3 separate regions of the Mus musculus genome follow, and regions 2 and 3 are each linked to region 1. A link is a contact called in public promoter capture Hi-C data. All regions are on one chromosome and are shown on one strand. The core of a region is the stretch at or near the end of the contact, and the rest is flanking DNA. Distances in the headings are between cores, read along the strand shown.

What was found. Promoter capture Hi-C pulls out the DNA fragments that hold promoters and counts their contacts. Capture Hi-C pulls out chosen DNA fragments and counts their contacts.
Region 2: a promoter capture Hi-C map of liver shows a contact between it and region 1, with 3 times the contacts expected there. The contact joins the promoter of Tpr here to the promoter of Arpc5 in region 1. A contact is called at or near these places in 2 of 39 promoter capture datasets (liver and pre-B cells), 4 of 484 Hi-C or Micro-C datasets (B cells, CD4 T cells, CD8 T cells and 1 more) and 2 of 9 other capture datasets (adipose tissue and liver).
Region 3: a promoter capture Hi-C map of liver shows a contact between it and region 1, with 2.3 times the contacts expected there. The contact joins the promoter of Ier5 here to the promoter of Arpc5 in region 1.

What each region holds. Positions count from the first base shown.
Region 1 is chr1:152,765,032-152,767,921 of GRCm38.p6, reverse strand. It overlaps Arpc5 (actin related protein 2/3 complex, subunit 5), which reads right to left and starts at 1,380. Exons shown (of 4, transcript NM_026369.2): 1 at 1,055-1,380. The coding sequence starts at 1,197. It also overlaps a transcript of Rgl1 not described here.
Region 2 is chr1:150,391,480-150,394,369 of GRCm38.p6, reverse strand. It overlaps Tpr (translocated promoter region, nuclear basket protein), which reads right to left and starts at 1,532. Exons shown (of 52, transcript NM_133780.3): 1 at 1,357-1,532; 2 at 712-1,014. The coding sequence starts at 1,426. Odr4 (odr4 GPCR localization factor homolog) reads left to right here and starts at 1,315. Exons shown (of 14, transcript NM_145511.2): 1 at 1,315-1,680.
Region 3 is chr1:155,098,191-155,101,080 of GRCm38.p6, reverse strand. It overlaps Ier5 (immediate early response 5), which reads left to right and starts at 1,445. Exons shown (of 1, transcript NM_010500.2): 1 at 1,445-2,890. The coding sequence starts at 1,651. The coding sequence ends at 2,577.

The DNA of each region.
Region 1 (2,890 bases), core at 131-2,630:
CAAAGGGTCTAATAAAAAATTATCTACAGTAGGTAATAAACTACTGTCAAGCCTGCATGGTCTTTTAAAGAAAAAAAAAACCCAAGTATTTTAACAAATAATCAAATTAGTAACAACTGTGAAAGTTATGGTAATGAAAGTTAAACCTATACTGCACATATATGTACGTTTGATGCTGTGGTTACCACTGTTTTTGCTCACTTTCTTCATTATAATCTAGTAGAAAATTGATGAGGGGAGAGCTGTATGAACAGACTTAATGAATACGATTTTTCTAAAGCTCCAGTTTGGATTTTTGTAACATTCTATTTTTCTAAGGGATCGATGCAAATGAATTTCGAGGTTATGAATATTCAGATATGCAAACCAAGGAACCAGGAACTGACAGCCATGTTTTAACTAGAAGGGAAACAATTTCAGAAAAACAATGTTGATTTATAGAACCGACTCATTCTCTGCTTTATTCACTGGGGTTCATCTTATATTATTCCCAGGGATTCTCTGCATGCATTCGCTATCCCTTTTTTAGTGGCCTTTTCTTAGCAGGTGAAAGGTTCCAAGCTTTAACTGGGAATTTTGGAGAAGAAAACTCCCTTCGGCTCGTTCATGAATTATAATGCCACCTTGCCAAAGCCCTTCTCTCTTAATAAACAATGCTGCCGATGAAATAGCCCCGGGGCTGAATGTACCGAGGGCCTCGATTTGCGAACCGCTCCATCTCTCCTGGCTAGGGATAAACTATCCCCGCTCCGCCAACCACACACACCGGACAGGAAAGCAAGACTCCAAGCGGGACGCCCGTGTCCCCACCGGGCAGAGACTGGCTCAGGTGCCCACTAGGACACCAGCGGTGCCCCGGGGAGGGCGCGGCCGCTTAGGACCGCGCACCTGAGGAATCGGGGCGCCGCCGGTAAGTTCGCCGGCGCGGCCGCGGGGTACAGGCGGCCTGCTGGCCCCGGGAGCTCCTGTCCTCCGTCCCCACCTAGAGCCGGGCACAGCCGGTCGCGTGGCCCCGCGTCCCCACAACCCCCGGCCGCCGCGAGCGTAAGGATATTGCCGTAGGCACGAGTCCACCTCGCCCTCGTCGGGCCCGGCCTGGCCATCGCCGCCGTCCTCCTCGTCCACGAACTTGTTCTCGTCATATTCGTCCACGTCCACCTTCCGGAAGCGGGCCGACGACACCGTGTTCTTCGACATCCCGGATCGCGACGCGACGCTGGCCTGCCCCTCCGCGGTGCCTCTCCTTTAGCGAGCCCAGCCCGGTCCGACTCACTTCCCTCTTCCGCTCTGGGGCGTCGCCGGCAGCCGCGGCTTGCAAGCTTCTGGGCCTGCGCGCTAGCGGGCTCGGCCTCCTCCTCTGCTTGCAGCCATCCTTCAGCCCCCGCTCCGCCCCCGCGTCCCCCGGGAGCGCGCGTCGGCAGGGGAGCGCGCGGGACGCACCGCGCACGCGCGGGCCCGCTGCAGGAAAGGGGCGGGGCTGGAGAAGGAGGCGGGGGCGGCGGGTCGACAGAAAGCTGGCAGAGGCGGCGCGGAGACGCGATTGGTCGCCGGGGAGCATCACGTGATGCCCGGGACGTTCCCATAGAAACGCTTTTCTGCGGTCCTGCCTTGCGGGGGGTCTTGGGCTGGAGGCTATGGGCACCTCGGGAGCGTGGCCTGGAGTGCTGCTGCCGCCGCCGCTGTCGGTGCCAGCCGCTGGTTGTTGGGGTCCGGTGTGAAGTGTGGGTGACCGGACTCGCGCGTGGGGTGCGATGGACTGGCTGCAGAACCTAGTCCCCTGCAGTCTGCAGGAGTATGAGGCAAAGTGATGCCCAGCTCGGAACTAGTGATCGGAGCCCTCCATTCGGACCGTGCGCCGCCGGGGGCTGCCTTCCCGAGCTGAGAGCCCCTTCCCCGGCTTGGACTCTTGGCACGCTGTCGGTGGGAGGTCCCCAAGGACGGAATCGAAAAGGTCACTTCTTACCTGTCAGTGCTGTGTGACAGCATCGCGACCGGACCTGCAGAATCTGAACTAGGTATTCTCTCCATCTGGAGGGAGGGAAAAGACGCTTGGGCCAGGTAGTGAAATTGGGGCAAACTTGTAGCATTTTCTAGAATCAGTCATCACATCTTAAAATAAGTAGTTATTTGGAGCAAGAATGCCAGAAGAGGGTGGGCGAGTTAGGCTCTTCAGTGCTGAGGGAAAATAGCGAGTGCAAGGATTAATAGAGACTGGACTTTCAAGGTTGTTATTTATTGTTTAAGGTTCCTGGAAGCACGTCAAATCAGCTTTTTGCTATATTCCATATTCCGGTTTGTGAGATCAGAGCTTCTGTTGAGGAGGCAGAGGCACAAAGATTAATCAAATAATAGCTGTGCTCTGTGTAATATACCGTAGTACAAGTATTTACAGAATAAAATTAATTCAGACATTTGGCTTTGCCCTGCTTCGATGCAGAACCACCTGGTTTCACGTATAGCAGAAGGCTGGATGTCATCCTGTTGAGTTTTCTCGTTTGCTCTGCCGTACTGGAAAAGAGCACTGGGCTTGGGATCAAAAAGCAGGCTGAGTCTCGACTTTTCTGCTCTCATAATCTGCATGATTGAGGCATGTTGCTTAAAAATTGGAACCTTGGATTTCTTAGTACTAAGATGGGGCTAATGTGCTTTTCACAAGGATGTTCCCAGGGCTCAATACGTGGAAATGCTTCGAAAAGACTCTAAAATTCTGCATATGTGTGCAATGTGTTATGGGTTATGTAGCACGAGCTTCATAAACTACCTAATGATAGGTTTTATTCTTGCTGGGGAAAGAGATCCCAAGATTCTGAAGGGCTGAATCTAATTTTTTCTTATGTATCTTTTTTCATATAAAATAAAATTAGGTATTCAGAAGGTAGTTAGTGCATGC
Region 2 (2,890 bases), core at 283-2,782, 2.4 Mb after region 1:
CCACCACCGCCCGGCTCTGTTTTTTAAATAACTGTTTTCTTTCTCCCAAGAATATTTAAGCTATGTCTCTAATTTCCTTATACAAAAGCAACGACAAGAACGTACAAGCAGATATTTTTATTATATATTTCCTATCAAGTCTCAACGCTCTGGGAGAACCACCATATATTCATTTATCGCATTTCATTGCTCTTTCTAGTACCGTCCTTTTGTATACAAATTCCTCATCGCGACCATCTACTGCATTATTAGATCACAGGGTGCTATACACACTAAAACAAGGCACTAAAGGGGGGAAATGGGTAAAGGCTTATAAATCCAGTTTAAAAACAAACAAACTGGGGGGGGGGCGCTTAACTGTCATTTAAAGTACAGCAAAACAACATTAGATTAGGATTGCATAGTCCTAAAAATCTGGTGCAAACTGGGCCAAATTCTCCAGTTTCTGTCGGTGGGCCCATTGAGGAGTTTCCACAGAAGACTACGCTTAGTAAAAGGAAACCGAGGTAAACGAAGGTGGATTTAGATCGGGGAGGATCCCCCCGCCCCCCGATCTAAACCACACAGCGGGGAGAAGAGAGAAGGCCTCCGCTGCACATGGAGCCTGAGAAGCTGCTACCTGAACACCTCACCAGGGAGAAGAGGGCAGGCGTGCAAAGGAGGTCGGGCCCCAGCTCCAGACCGGAGCGCGAAGAGCGTCTCCACACTTACCACTCTCCACCTTAAATTTCTCGTGCCGCCCCTTCAGGCAGTCGATCTCGGACTGCTGCTCGGCCAGGAACTTCTCAAGTTTGTTCTGCGTCGACTTCGGCAGTTTGTTCAGTTCCGGGCGCTCCAGCACTTGCTGCAACACCGCCGCCATGTCGGCCGGGATCGCGGCAACAGCCGCAGCGGCTGAAGGAGAAGCCAAGGAGCAAGGAGAAGCGCGGAGCCCAGCCGCCGGAGCCGCCCCGTCCGCCGCCTCGCTCGCGGTCTCTCGCGCGCCTGCCCGCCTGAGACTCCCGCGGCGGGACCCTGGGAAAGAGAGTCCCGCGTTAGGTGCAGCCAGAGCCGCGCCGCCGCGCCCTCTCTGCGCACGCAGCCACCGGGAGCTAGGCACGCTGGGAAAGCGAGTTCACAGCAGCCTCGGCCCCAGTTTTTTGGGGATTTCACCGGTTTCCAGCCCCAGAGACTCTTGGGAAATGTAGTGTATTTCTCACCCGCTTACGCGCGCTCAGGCCGCACCTCTCGCCCCACTTCCTTCTTTCTCCCCGCCCCCGGCTCGCCTCCTATGGCTGTGACGAGTGCCCGCGCGGGGGCGCTACATAAGTACGCAGCCACCCTCGTCCTTATCCCGGAGGAGCAAGACGACCTTACCGTCAAAACCCCGGGATGTCATGGGTACTCCTCTGTGGCCACTTCTAGAAGCCGAGCCACCAGAGGTCATGGGTCACGGCAGGGTGTCTCGACAGGCTCTGGGCTACCGCCACGATCTTAACGGTGCCCCGAGAGGGGCGGGGTGCAGGCCTCCCTCGCTTGGGTAGAAGAGCTGCGGAGATGGGTGCGGGACGGCTTGCGTCATCAGTCTGCACCCGTTGGGGCCGCGACCCGCGTTTGGAGTAGGAAGTGTCTCTGCTGTCGCTTTCTGATGAGATCATTGGCTGTGGACGTGGGGACCTGAGTGGCACCTGGCCTTTGAAGGTAGCTACTTGTACCCTAACTCGAGTTCTCTCGCTGACAGAAAGCTCCAGGGATTTATTTGCCACATGTGCACATTCTGAGATCAAGTTAGTCGGCCAAGGAATATGTGTGCACCCGGGCACCACCAGCTTCCTTTTCGGGGAGAAAAGAAAGGATTTAGGGACCATATGGAACAGTCAGTCACTGGTGCACACTCAAGCCCTGTTCGGAGGAGATTAGCTTAGTGTCAAACCTGGTACCTACATGCTTTTGTGGGTGTGAGGTACCGAATGACTTAGTGCGAAATTAAAGTAGTCTGGTTAATATTTTAAACAGAAAAAAAATCAAATTTTGTTGTTTATGTAGTAAGATGACATTGCAGGCAAATGTCTGATGTTGACGTTTTTAATTTTAACATTTTTAGGACAGTTTTATTGAGACACTTGTCATTTTGCCACAGTAACAGAACTATGTCTGTTTCCCGAACACGACTCAGCAATATCAGCGTGTACTTCGTTTCATGGCTGGGTACTTTTCTGGAAGAATTTGTTGCCTTTTGATTGAAAATAAGGAGAGCACATGCCTGTGGTGTCAGCTACAGGGATTAAGAGGTGGGGGGGTTATCATTCCAGGACAGCCTGTGTTAGGAGTCAGGCTCTGTCTTAATGAAGGGGATGGGAGGGATTAAATTAGTAGGAGATTCATAACTGAATTCACAAGCTGAAGAAGAGGACAGGAGATGAGAACAGGAGATGTTCCTGCAATGATTCAATTGAAGGGCTGAGTATCATTGCCACCGCAAGCAAAACAGATTGAGAGAACTTAAATCCCACCTTTCACACTCACTACTTTAGTCATTTGGAGGAGTTATTTAACATTTCTTTTTGATTTCTTTATGTATAAAACGGAGACGACAATAATAGTACTTACCGTGCAGGAATTTGTATTAAATATCAATACATGTGAAGTCCTTAGAAAAATGTCCCGTGTAGAATTGAAGCAATATAGATAATTGTCATTGCAGACTGGTTACCTAAGTGGCTGTTATTAGGAGTTGTCTCATAGCAGCAATCACACATTTGTGCCTTCCCACCTTGCACAATTTGTAGAAAACAGTCGTTTTACAGTCACTATTGGGTAAACAAATTTGAGTCTCTCTCCTCTTAATGAACTAATCAGAAATTCAGCTTCCATATTTTAGAAACAAGAATATCGAAGTTCACCAATAAAT
Region 3 (2,890 bases), core at 196-2,695, 2.3 Mb before region 1:
TCAATACCCAATAAATATTTGTCAAAAAATAAAATAAAATAAAAAAGATTTTCCAAGAGAGAAAACGGAGAAGAACCTCATGCTATTACTGAACATATGTTGCTGTTGCTACATGTTATAATTATTTTCTCTCCTTCTCTATGTGGGCTGAGAATTCCTAGAAGGGAGGGACTCTGGGCTTCAGTTGTAGCAGTAATAGTGGCCAAAGTTAGCATCCCCCAAACCATCAGATCTGAAGGCATCCTGGTTGTGAACTGGCTCTTAATCAAGCCTACCTCTCACTAGTATTTCTTCCATGTAAATGGCCAAACCTATTGTAGGGTCAGGCAAACCTTTCACATAGACACCGTGTAAGCTGTGGTTAACTTTATTATTTAGATTGACTCTGAGAGTTGCCATTTATCTTCTGTGTAATAAAGAAGGTGTATCTGTGATTTCTTCATTTTATATTTGAAACTTCAGGGCCATAAGGCAATTTACAGAGCCATCAGGCACCAGTACAATCTTGTCATGGTCCTTCTGACAGGGATTTGCAAGACTCAGTGGATGGGACTACATTGACTGACCAGAAAAATTTTAGGAACCCTCCCCCCATACTTGACAAAAAACAATTTACATAATCAACATGGGAAACCAGAACTTATTTGTATTTTTAGAACTTACTAGATTTCCCCCAAAATAGATCAGTTACTTATTGTGTGTGTGTGTGGGGGGGGGGTATTAAACAAACAGACAAACAAAGAAAACCATTGTGGAGAAATAGGTAACATCTTCCATTTAAAATATGTGATAACTGAGAATCTGGGGAACGAAATGAAAGATGCCAGCTTTAGGTGAGAACAAACAACGTTGTACCTGAATTCTGTTCCTTCATAAGGCAGAAGCTTGGGTATTTCTAGAACGTTCCCTTTTGTTTGTAGTTAAATGCTGAGTATAACGCTAATGGGAAAGGGGCTAACTCCAACATAATATCTCAAATATATCGTGCTAGTTGTCATATATTGTCATCGCTTCCATTTCTGCCAAGAATGACCAGAAATTACAGCTGAAACAGCTATGAGCAGCTGGAAATTGTGTATGAAAGGAACTGAATTTTATTGTGCAGTAGATTCCAGCACACTAAACGAATGAAAGTTCCAGTCAGTGTGCTAAGGTACATCACAAAGCGGAATCCCTTACTACATACAGTTCTGTGGGCCTCGTTCTCCTCTATCAACGCCTCTGAACACAAATCCCACCGCACATGATCAATGGGCTGCCTGCAATCTCCCCCTTTAAGAGCTTGCTCCGCGGGACTAACGTTTGAACAGGCCCTGGGGCCCCTCCTCTGCCTCTGATTGGTCGGGGGCGGAGCACGAGGCACATCTGCCCGCCCAGAACGGTTAGCGGCGCTTTGTGATTGGCGTTCGAGGAGCATATATAAGGTGCAGTGTGGCCCCGCAGCGCTCAGTTTAGAGTCCGGCTCAGAACGGTTCTGTTGTCTGAAGGGAAGCGGCGGAGGGGGACTACGCGTCACCAGGTCTTTTCTCCACCGAGCTTTCAGACGCCGAGGGTACAACCACAGAGGAAGACCTGATCCCGCCTACAGCTCCTCTCGCAGCTTCAGAAGGCAAGCAGGCGTTCACCCTATCGTCTGGAAGCGAAGGCAGGATGGAGTTCAAGCTGGAGGCTCACCGCATCGTCAGCATCTCCCTGGGCAAGATCTACAACTCGCGGGTCCAGCGCGGCGGCATCAAGCTGCACAAGAACCTCTTGGTGTCGTTGGTGCTGCGCAGCGCCCGCCAAGTCTACCTGAGTGACCCCTGCCCTGGCCTCTACCTGGCTGGCCCTGCGGGGACCCCGGCGGTGCCGCCGCCTCAGCAGCCTGGAGAGCCTGTAGCCGGGCCACCCTCCGGCTGGGGAGAGCCGCCCCCGCCGGTCGCCCGTGCCGCCTGGCCGGAGCCCGAGCCTCAGCCGCAGCCTCAGCCTCAGCGTCCCTCCGTGTGCCACACGCCCGGAGCGGGAAGCTCAGAACCGGTGGCCGCGGTGGCCGGATCGGGGGAAGCTCTCCGGGGCGGAGAGGAGGACTCGGCGGCAGCTGCTTGGGGCCGCGTGGAGCGTCCGCGCGCGGCGTCTTCAGGAGGTGGCTCGGACGCGTGCCCCGAGGGGCCCCGGGCAGTGCGCCGCCCGTGCGGCTGTCCCCCGGCCGTGGAGGAGCGGTCCTCCGAGGACGGGTCCCCCGCGCCACCCGCCCCGTGTCCCAGGAAGCGTGGCGCAGCGGGAGTGGGTGGCGGCCGCGCGAGCTGCTCGGCACCCGGCTCTACCCCTCTCAAGAAGCCGCGCCGGAACTCGGAGGAGCAGCCAGTCACCGGCGAGGACGACACCGACGAGGAGATGGAGACCGGGAACGTGGCAAACCTCATCAGCATCTTCGGGTCTAGCTTCTCGGGACTCCTACGGAAAAGCCCCGCAGGCGGCCGAGAGGAAGAGGAGGCGGAGGAGGGCGGCCCGGAAGCCGCCGAGCCGGGGCAGATCTGCTGCGACAAGCCGGTGCTGAGAGACATGAGCCCCTGGAGCACAGCCATCGTGGCCTTCTGAGCCCCCGGGACCCGAGTGGCTGGAGCTTGAGCAGCGGGAGTCCCCGAAGTGCGGCCGGGGCCTCTCCCGGCCGCGAGGACGAGCCGAGACCGTAGGCGCTGGGCGCGTAGGGGAGACTGGTTGCTGCCGGGCAGCACATCGCCCCAGAAGGGGCAGCCCGGCTGGGCCGTGGCTCTCGAGTCTCATCCTGAGACCTAGAGTTGGAGGCTTATTGGAAGAGGACGATCGATCGTTAACTTTTGTATCTGTGTGTGTCCGTGTGTAAGTTTGTCTTGTGTTGAGACTGTTCTGTGATTCTGGAATGCACCACCCC